Regions from separate parts of the Rattus norvegicus genome. Here region 2 is linked to region 1. The links are chromatin contacts, called in public Hi-C maps. All regions are on one chromosome and are shown on one strand. The core of a region is the stretch at or near the end of the contact, and the rest is flanking DNA. Distances in the headings are between cores, read along the strand shown. Region 1 overlaps Pnpla5 (patatin-like phospholipase domain containing 5). Region 2 holds the start of Pnpla3 (patatin-like phospholipase domain containing 3).

The links. Hi-C and Micro-C count contacts between places; a contact is called where the count stands out from the background.
Region 2: a Hi-C map of liver shows a contact between it and region 1, with 5 times the contacts expected there. The contact joins the promoter of Pnpla3 here to the enhancer-like site in region 1. A contact is called at or near these places in 3 of 12 Hi-C or Micro-C datasets (kidney and liver).

What each region holds. Positions count from the first base shown.
Region 1 is chr7:117,127,781-117,132,341 of GRCr8, forward strand. It overlaps Pnpla5 (patatin-like phospholipase domain containing 5), which reads right to left. Exons shown (of 9, transcript NM_001130497.1): 6 at 3,768-3,953; 7 at 1,683-1,809. Among named protein-coding and RNA genes, the nearest start is that of Pnpla5, 7.0 kb to the right of the region's middle. Within about 2 kb of position 1,316, at least 2 of the 93 cell types and tissues checked have an H3K27ac peak or open chromatin away from gene starts, as enhancers often do. A contact at or near this core is called in liver, where this site is marked.
Region 2 is chr7:117,171,186-117,175,309 of GRCr8, forward strand. It overlaps Pnpla3 (patatin-like phospholipase domain containing 3), which reads left to right and starts at 2,343. Exons shown (of 9, transcript NM_001282324.1): 1 at 2,343-2,575. The coding sequence starts at 2,389.

The DNA.
Region 1 (4,561 bases), core at 66-2,565:
CGGATGACCGCATGGGGAACATGCATGGTCGGATGACTTGAAGTAGACTTTGAACTTTAGGGAGGGAAGGGGCATGGGGTCAACTCCCACAGAGTTCCGGTGGGAAGAGTGTGGTGTGATGTTAGCTTAGAGGCCACTCTGCTCTGCAACCTAGGGATTCAGAGGACCTCTCTGGGGCTCAGCTTTGCTCACCTTCCAAATGAGGACCATCTGCCTACAATCCCTTCCCCTATTTATCTCTTTCCATCCCTCTTTCCTGCCCCATGTTACTCATCCACGTTCCCTTCATGAAAAGGCCAGTGTCTTCTGCTCCAAATGCCCTGTGTGTGGATCATAGGAAACCGGAAGGACAGACGCGGTACGTTCTGAGCTGTTTCCAGCAGGCCATACCACAGAGATGCCTAGATTTTATATCCCTTTTATTTCCTTTCATCAGCTTGTGGTTTTAGCAAACAGCTCTGTGTGGGGTGAGGCTGTCAGCAGGATGGTGTCTCCCAGCTTTGGGCCACTAGTTGTTTAACACCAGTGCCAACCTGATCACTAACTCCAGGCAGTCCAACACAAGAGTTCTGGGGTTCACCATCATAAGTATCTAAGGAAGAGGCTTTTTAGAAGCACAGATTCTCAGGTGCTGGGGCACATAGCTGGAATGCAAGGCAGAGGAAGTCTTGAGTTCAAGACCACTGTGGATTACAGAATCCTCTGGATTACAAAAACACTCTGGATTGTAAGATTACAAGGATCCTTTCTCAGAGAAAACACTGGCTCTCCTTACAGTGCCTCTGTGTCTTGATGAAGCTTGTTCACCTGACCACAAACCACATGTGTCTGTGTGTCTGGCACTGGTCGTTCTCTAGTCCTAGCTCATACATTCACCAGCTTTCCCTATACTCTCCTCCCCTTGGGTTCCTAGGCTATGCTTGACTTCCTTCTGCCCCAGGACCTTTGCACACCACACCCTGTCCACCTGGAAGGCTTCTTCTTCTTTGCCTAACAGACTATGGCCCATCCTTAAAACTATGATTCAGATGTCATTGCCTGCCTCCCCTGAACAAAGAGTTCTGAGTATGTGTCAGGCTAGCTCTGAGTATGTGTCAGGCTAGCTCCATGCTAACATGGCTCTCTCCTAGAAACTCAAAATGCACAGGTGGTGTGGCTGGCTGTGAGCTTCGTGCTCCACCAGACCAGGAGCCAAGTCAGGATCAGCCTGGTTCTCTCACCCCAGGCTAACACCCAGTCCTATGTCACCCTCAGCAGCCAGTGAGTGAGCACAGGAAGCAGCATAGTCCACTAACCCAGCAGGGAATGCTCAGCTGCAGCCAGACAGACCTGAACAAACCCTGTTTTAGGAAATGTGCTATGACCCAGAGAGGTCAGGAGAATGGGCCTACACCACACAGCCAATCTGAGGTAGATCAGCTGAGAGAGTCGCCAAGGGCATCATCCCATGGTCACAGAAGCTCTGCCATGGGTCAGAGGGCAGAAGGTCACAGAACAGCCTAAGTACTAGCCAAAATTCGGTGTAGCCAACAAGATCACGTCCCTAGCAGTTCTTTTGGCACAGCCTACCCAGGCACTCCATGGGCCAACCCATGGCAGGCAGTGTGGGGGAAGGTGCCATCTCAAGCCACCTAGTCACCCTCACTGGCCACAAGCCTCCCCCTCAGCCCAGGCTATCTCACCTCCTGCTCCGGAAATAGGCATACTCAAAGGGCAGCGTACAGGGCAAAAGCAGGTAGGTCAGCACCTTCCCTGGCACTGAACACTGGATTTGGGCCCAGAAGTCTCTCTTGCATGCCTTTTTCAATGCTGCAAGACAGGAAGAGGCCCACGACTCCTTGGTACCCTCGGGCTGTGGAGTTGTCTCCCCCTAGCCACCCCAGGTCACCCTGGGGCCATCAAGCCTTGTGGTCCCCAGGAGATGAAGACAGTATTCACCCTCAGCGTCTCCATACTGATGGAGCCATAGCTGCCAGCAGGGGTCACCCTCTACACACCCCGCTTAACCCACTGAGGCCCCCTCCAGAAGAGGAGACTAAGGGTAGTTCAGAAGTGCCCAGGGAGAGTCTCTTCCAGGAAGAGGCAGAGCCTGTCAGGCTCAGGTACTGAGCTCTACTTTCCTGTCCTCCTAACCAGGAGAAGTTCATGGTGGTGCCTTGGATAAACGAGTCTCCCCAGCCCTTTCTTACAGCAATAGCCCCAACCTCCATGTTGCCAGGCCCAAGCCCCTTAGTTACCATGCTAAGCAGGGTGGGAGTGACTGGTCAGAGCAGGAGCCAGAAGGCCACTGCAGACTGCTGGTAGCCCAGACTGCAGCTCAGATTGCAGGCAAGGAAACAACACCCAACTCCATCGGGCACTACTCTTGGGAAGTGGGTTCCCAACAGAACATTCCTCCAAGGCAGTGAGTGGGTGGGGAGCCCGGGGTATCTAACCATTAGACTTACCCTCCCATTTCCTACTCCAGCCAGCTGTAGTGCACAGGGGCAGTAACCACACCCCACTGATTCCAAATTCAGAAGCCTGGACCTAGGGCTCAGTGATGACCAAAAGCCTTCTGGATATAAATCAATCTCTTACTTCCTCAATGCCTCTTCTTGAACCTTCACTATCACCTCACTCTCTTTGGCCACTGCCCTCCCCATCTAACTCCACTGCACCCCACCCCTACCCCCTCGGTTGTGGTTTGAATGAGAATGGCCTCATAGATTTGGATACTTGCTCCTTGATTGGTGGAAGTGTTTGAGAAGGATTAAGGGGCGTGGCCTTGGAGAAGGCGTGTCACTGGGGGCAAGCTCGAGATTTCAAAAGACTCCTACCAGGATCTTGAAAGTTGAGACAGGGGCTGGAGAGATGGATCAGCAGTTAAGAGCACTGGCTGCTCTTCCAGAGGTCCTGAGCTTAATTCCCAGCAACCACATGGTAGCTCACAACCATCTATGATGGGATTTGATGCCCTCTTCTGGTGTGTCTGAAGACAGCGACAGTGTACTCATATAAATAAAATAAATAAATCTTTTTTTTTTTTTAAAAAGAGAGGGGGTTGGGGATTTAGCTCAGTGGTAGAGCGCTTGCCTAGGAAGCGCAAGGCCCTGGGTTCGGTCCCCAGCTCCGAAAAAAAGAACAAAAAAATAAAATAAAATAAAATAAAATAAAATAAAATAAAATAAAATAGAAGAGAGAAGAAAGCTGAAATGAGAGCTCTTAGCTATTTCTACCAGCATCACAGAACTGTAAAGCCAAATTAAATACCTTCTTTTATAAGTTACCTTGATCATGGTATTTTATCGTAGCAATACAAAAGTAACCAAGACACCAGCTCTCTTCCCCTGCCTCTCCAGTCATCCCCAAGTCTATATCTGCCATGTCACCCAACCACTATGCTATGATCCCAGAGACCTACCAGCTCAGCCTCTCCAGTCCCAAGGCCTTTGCCCATGTGGTGAGCTCTGCCCAAATCCTCATTCTTTCCTCTTTGACTGGCACCTCCCATTGAGGTGTCTGTGGGATGCCACCTGCCATGTGTGTCTGTTTGTCCCTAGGTACCTCACTGTGGCCTGAACACAGACCTGTCTTTCCCAGGCACAGACTTGGGCTCAATACCCTAATGGCAGACAAGAAGAGCTGTTGAGTTCCTCCTCTAAGGGCCTGTTTCCCCACTGATAAAGAGTGGATGACACAGAAAAAACCCTCAGCGACACTTGACATTTGGTAAGGGCTTGGCAGATATGACCAGGCGGGCGAGGGGAATGAGAAGGGGACAGTACCAGCCTCCAGCTCCGGTGACAGCAGCTCGAAGTTGGGCACGTCCTTTACCAGCACATTGGGGATGTCCCACCTGACAATCAGACCAGCCTCCTGACCCTGGTTATGGTCAGTTCCCCTGGGCCCCTCCACGAGGGCTGGAGGCTCCTTAGAAACCAGCGACCACAGCACTGGCTCCTTGGTAAGTCCTGGATTGAGAAGGAGAAGAAGATCTGATAGTCAGGCACAGTGGCAACCTCCAAAGGAAATGGTGTCTTACTCTCTACATGTCTCTGTGCTCAAATCAACTCCAGGACTTGGGTTGCAGAACGGACCCCAATGGGCCCTGCTCTGCTGTCCATCCAGCCCAGAGATATAATCCTGTTCTTTCTGCCCTATTCCCACCCACCAGCGATGTGAGCCTCGGCCCTTCTGCCTGAGTTTCCCTCTGTAAAAAGAAATTAAGGTCTACTGTCCTGAGGGTTAAATGCAGAACTCTCAAGCTCTGACCTGGAGGAAGGCACTGCAGGTTGGAGTGGAGTGCTGGGATAGAGGATAGGTCTGGGCTTTAAAGCCTGGATTCATCTCTCAACCTTGACTCATAGGATGACAGCCGTGCTTTCCAGTCCTGGGAACTACGCATCTCCTGCCAGCTAACATACCCCTTGGAGTGTAGCACCCCTCCATCCATCTGACTCTGTCTTCCCATCCCAATCAGACACTCTATAGTCGGTCCCAACCCAGCTCAGCTGTCACCTCCAGGAAGTTCTCCCTGCTTACTCTCCCCCCCCCCCATCCCCTCAGGCCTAGATCTTTC
Region 2 (4,124 bases), core at 1,093-3,592, 44 kb after region 1:
TTTGCAATGCTCAGGCCTGTTACAGAGCCTTCACTCTGACCATGGGCAGAACTGTCAAATGTTCTTGTGGGAACAGACAGTGACCTATGGGGAAACTCCCTGAGGCCAGAATGGGGAGTTCAGCACAGGAGATGTCACCAGCCCAGTGCACTGCCATCAGACTACTGGGTTTCGGGGTTTCCTGAGGGCTAGCGGAGGAGCTTGGGTGTTGGGCAGACGCAGGCCTGGGATGAGGGAGAAGGAAGTAACTGGCACTGTGCTGTCTGCACGTACACTTAGTCTCACAGTGAGCCTCGCACATCTGTTTTTCTCTTCGGAGCACTAGGAAGCAGGCTATAACGTTGGGTGGGGGGGTTAAATGATGCTTATCAGGTGTGAGGAAGAATGCTTCCTGGTCTCTCTCAGCACAGGCGCATAGGCAAGAGGGCAATGCGTGGCCAGTGGATCCTTATATTTTTCTAAAGTTCAGACAGGAGACCAAGAGAGGAAGATGGACAAAAGGACACATGAACCATGAGAAAGGATGTAAAACTAATTTTTTCCCCTAGTTTCAACTCTGCCGTTGTTTTCCATAATGAATATGGGGATTCAACTTTCTGGGAATTGAAGTACCAAGAACCATCTTTAGATTGCAGAAGAATCCAGTCCATGCTCTTCCTTTGGGACATGACTCAGTGGGGTAGCTTTATAATCCTACACACCATGAAGGATTGCACACCACTCCTTACTGTACACATGCGCCGTGTATCCCTGGTCATCCTGGAATTCACTTTGTAGACCAGGCTAACCTTGAATTTGGAGATCCACTTGCCTCTGCTTCCCAAGAACTGGGATTAAAGGTGTGTGCCACAACAGCCATCTCAAAAAAAAAAAAAAAAAAGTAGGGTTGGGGATTTAGCTCAGTGGTAGAGCGCTTGCCTAGCAAGCGCAAGGCCCTGGGTTCGGTCCTCAGCTCCGGAAAAAAAAACAAACAAAAAACAAAAAAACAAAAAAAAAAAAGTATTTTTAAAAGAAATTTATTTTGTTCTGTGGGGTGAGGGATTTTGTAACTTTTTTTTAATCTTTTTTTCTTCTGCCTAAAACTGTATCAATCCATTTACTATAGGCCTGGAAAGATGGTTCAGTGGTTAAGAGTATACACTGCTTCTCCAGAGGACCTGGGTTAGATTCCCAGCACTTATACAGTGATTAACAACCGTCGGTAACTCCAATTCCAGGGGTTCCAATGCTCTCTCCTAGATTTCACGAGCATCAAACATGAATGTGGTAGGTACATAGATATCTAGTTCACCTAAATCTGAACCATTCTCCTCCGTAGACTCCTTCTTGACCAACCCCCTTTCCTCTTCTCCCCACCTTACAAAAACTTTGTCCCCGCCCCACTCCCTACTGTCCAATCACGTATCGCCTTGACATCAACCTATAGAACAGTCACAGACAGGACCAGAAACCATCTAACTCCTAGCTTTCCCAACTCCTGCCTTCATTGGCACCAGTCAATCGCTTTTTTTATTTCTAAGTGACACTTCGGCATGGAAACTTCAGGTCCTTCCTGCCTGGTGTTGTCTTCCTGTAATCCTAGTTACTTATGAGGCTCAGGCAAAGGGGTCAGAGGCTGAAGTCCAAGCTGAGTAACTGACAGAGACGGCTTGTTAAAAGAAGAAAGGGGCTGGGTGCAGCTTAGTGGTAAAGCCTTTGCCTAGCACGCAGGAGGGTCGCGGTTCTAGTACTGTAAAATTAAACAGGAGCTGAAAAGGTGGTTCGGCGGTTGAGAGCACAGCTGTTTTTACAGTGGACCAGAATTGGACTCCAAGCACCCACGCGATGGCTCACAATCGTCTGTAACTCCAGTACTAGGGGATTTCACGTCCTCTTATGGCCTCCTTGGACACTGCACACCCGTGGTGCGCAGACATATATGCAGACAAAATACTCATACACATGGGGTGGAGTGGGGGAGCCTAAGTATCTTTTTAAAAGGAAGAAAATCTTTCTCCATGAATTGAAAACGTACAGAAAGCAAAAGAAATAACGACAAAAACAGAAACCCTACAATAAAATAAAGGAAAGACCATATGTGGATGGTGGCATCTGTCGTGTAATAAAGAAAGGAGAGAGTGCCACCGGCATGCCATCCAGGATCTGAAAAAAAAGAGCCGCTTTGCCCAGCGAGCATCCAAGCCTACGATTAGGGAAAGCCCACGAGGGCGGGGCAGGAGTCCAGTACGCCCATTGGGCCTCCCACTGGCTTATTTGCATGGTCCGAGCGGGGCGGGGCATTGGCTGACGTCACCCGAGGACTGCTTAGGCGGCTGCGGCTCCTTAAGCTCAGAGCAGCAACGCCCGGAGCAGAATTGAGCTGCATCGCCTTCCGGAGCCTCCAGCGCCATGTACGACCCAGAGCGCCGCTGGAGCCTGTCGTTCGCAGGCTGCGGCTTCCTAGGCTTCTACCACATCGGGGCTACGCTATGTCTGAGCGAGCGCGCTCCGCACATCCTCCGCGAAGCGCGCACTTTCTTCGGCTGCTCGGCCGGTGCACTGCACGCGGTCACCTTCGTGTGCAGTCTCCCTCTCGGTGCGTCCACGGCCACTACCCAAACACCGCGTGCGGGGAGGGGCGCTCCACTTGGGGAATCGGTAACACTTTCCGGGGTGCCCAAAGAAACCTGTCCAGAGAGCTCTCGCCCTTCCCAGTGTCGTTGGGCACCCATCTGGAGACCCGGGGCCTGTCACCTGGCGTGGAATTTCCCTGGGCCCGCGGCAGCAGACGCATTCTGCACAGGAGACTCTTGAGCATCTTTTTCCCGGCCCACTCCAGCGCTCTGGTTTGAAATGGGTCCCCAACTCGGGTCCTGCCAGCTGGGTCGTCCCAGAACAGCAAAGAACGACTCAGGTTTGTTGGGTTCTCTGGTCCCTGAGCCGCAAAAGGTTTGTCCTGTGTGGCTCTGGCTAGAGACCCATAGTGGGTGCCGCCAGAGGGGCAGAAGGCACCCAGACTAGGACATCCTTGGTGGCAGTCCAACCCTCCGGTCGCCTTTAGAGGTGGCTGCTGGGGGCGGGGTGTATGGGTTAGAGAAGTATTCGGAACACTCCCTAGAAGCTGGAATGGGTTCCCAGACAGGTTCAGTTCCACCCTCTCCTGTCTTCACTAGCCTGGGCAAGCGGCCCTTCCCAGATCGATGTCACTGGCAGTGACATTCTGGGCATTTGAATCTTGGCCTAATTAAACATTTGCCCATGCACCCATGAGCGATAGGAGACGAATTTACGCTCCTCTCCCTCTAAACTACTAGGATGTGATGCCCTCGCCAGAGTCATAGCTGGATGCTTTTGAGGTTGTGGGCAGGGCTTGGCTACGTGCCCACGGGAGAGGTCTCGAGGCTGCATGATAATGTCCCGCATCAACCCTCATTGATCTGGGCCTCTTTAACACTTTACTCTTTGCTCTGCTGGCCAGAGCCAGCAGGCAGAGACTTTGGCAGGCAGGGAAAGCCCCTGCTGTTGGGCGGAGCTCTGCCATTGGACAGGATCAGTGAGCAGACCCTGAGCTGATGCGACTCTGGGATTAGAGGACAAGCAAATCTGGCTGCGTGCCTGCTTGTCTGTCTTCCCCAGTGAGGGAGGGAGACGGGGAGTAAAGGGCAGTAAGAGTGGCCTCTGGGAAGACTACATCAGCCCAGTGGCCATGACACACCCTGGGCTTCAGCACTAAAGGCAGTTCCTTTATGGGGGCTCTGAGTCCCAACAGGGATGGATTATTGGGACAAGGTTTAAATGCATCGGGTCCCAGGAATCTTAAACACACCCACTTTTGTATAGAGCTGTGGTTCTCAACCTGTGGGTCACGACCTCTCTGGGGGGTCTAATGACCCTTTCACAGGGGTCGCCTAAGACCATTGGAAAAACAGATATTTACATCATGATTCATAACAGCAAAATCACATTATGAAGTATTGAGGAAAATAATTTTATGTTTGGGGTGGGGGGAGACCACAACATAGGGGGGGACCACAACATGAGGGACTGTATTAAAGAGTTGCAGCACTAGGAAGATTGAAAACCACTGATAAAGAGGGTGTTTGTAACTGCAGCCTGGGGCTGTCCTGTCAGATCACAGAGAGGGC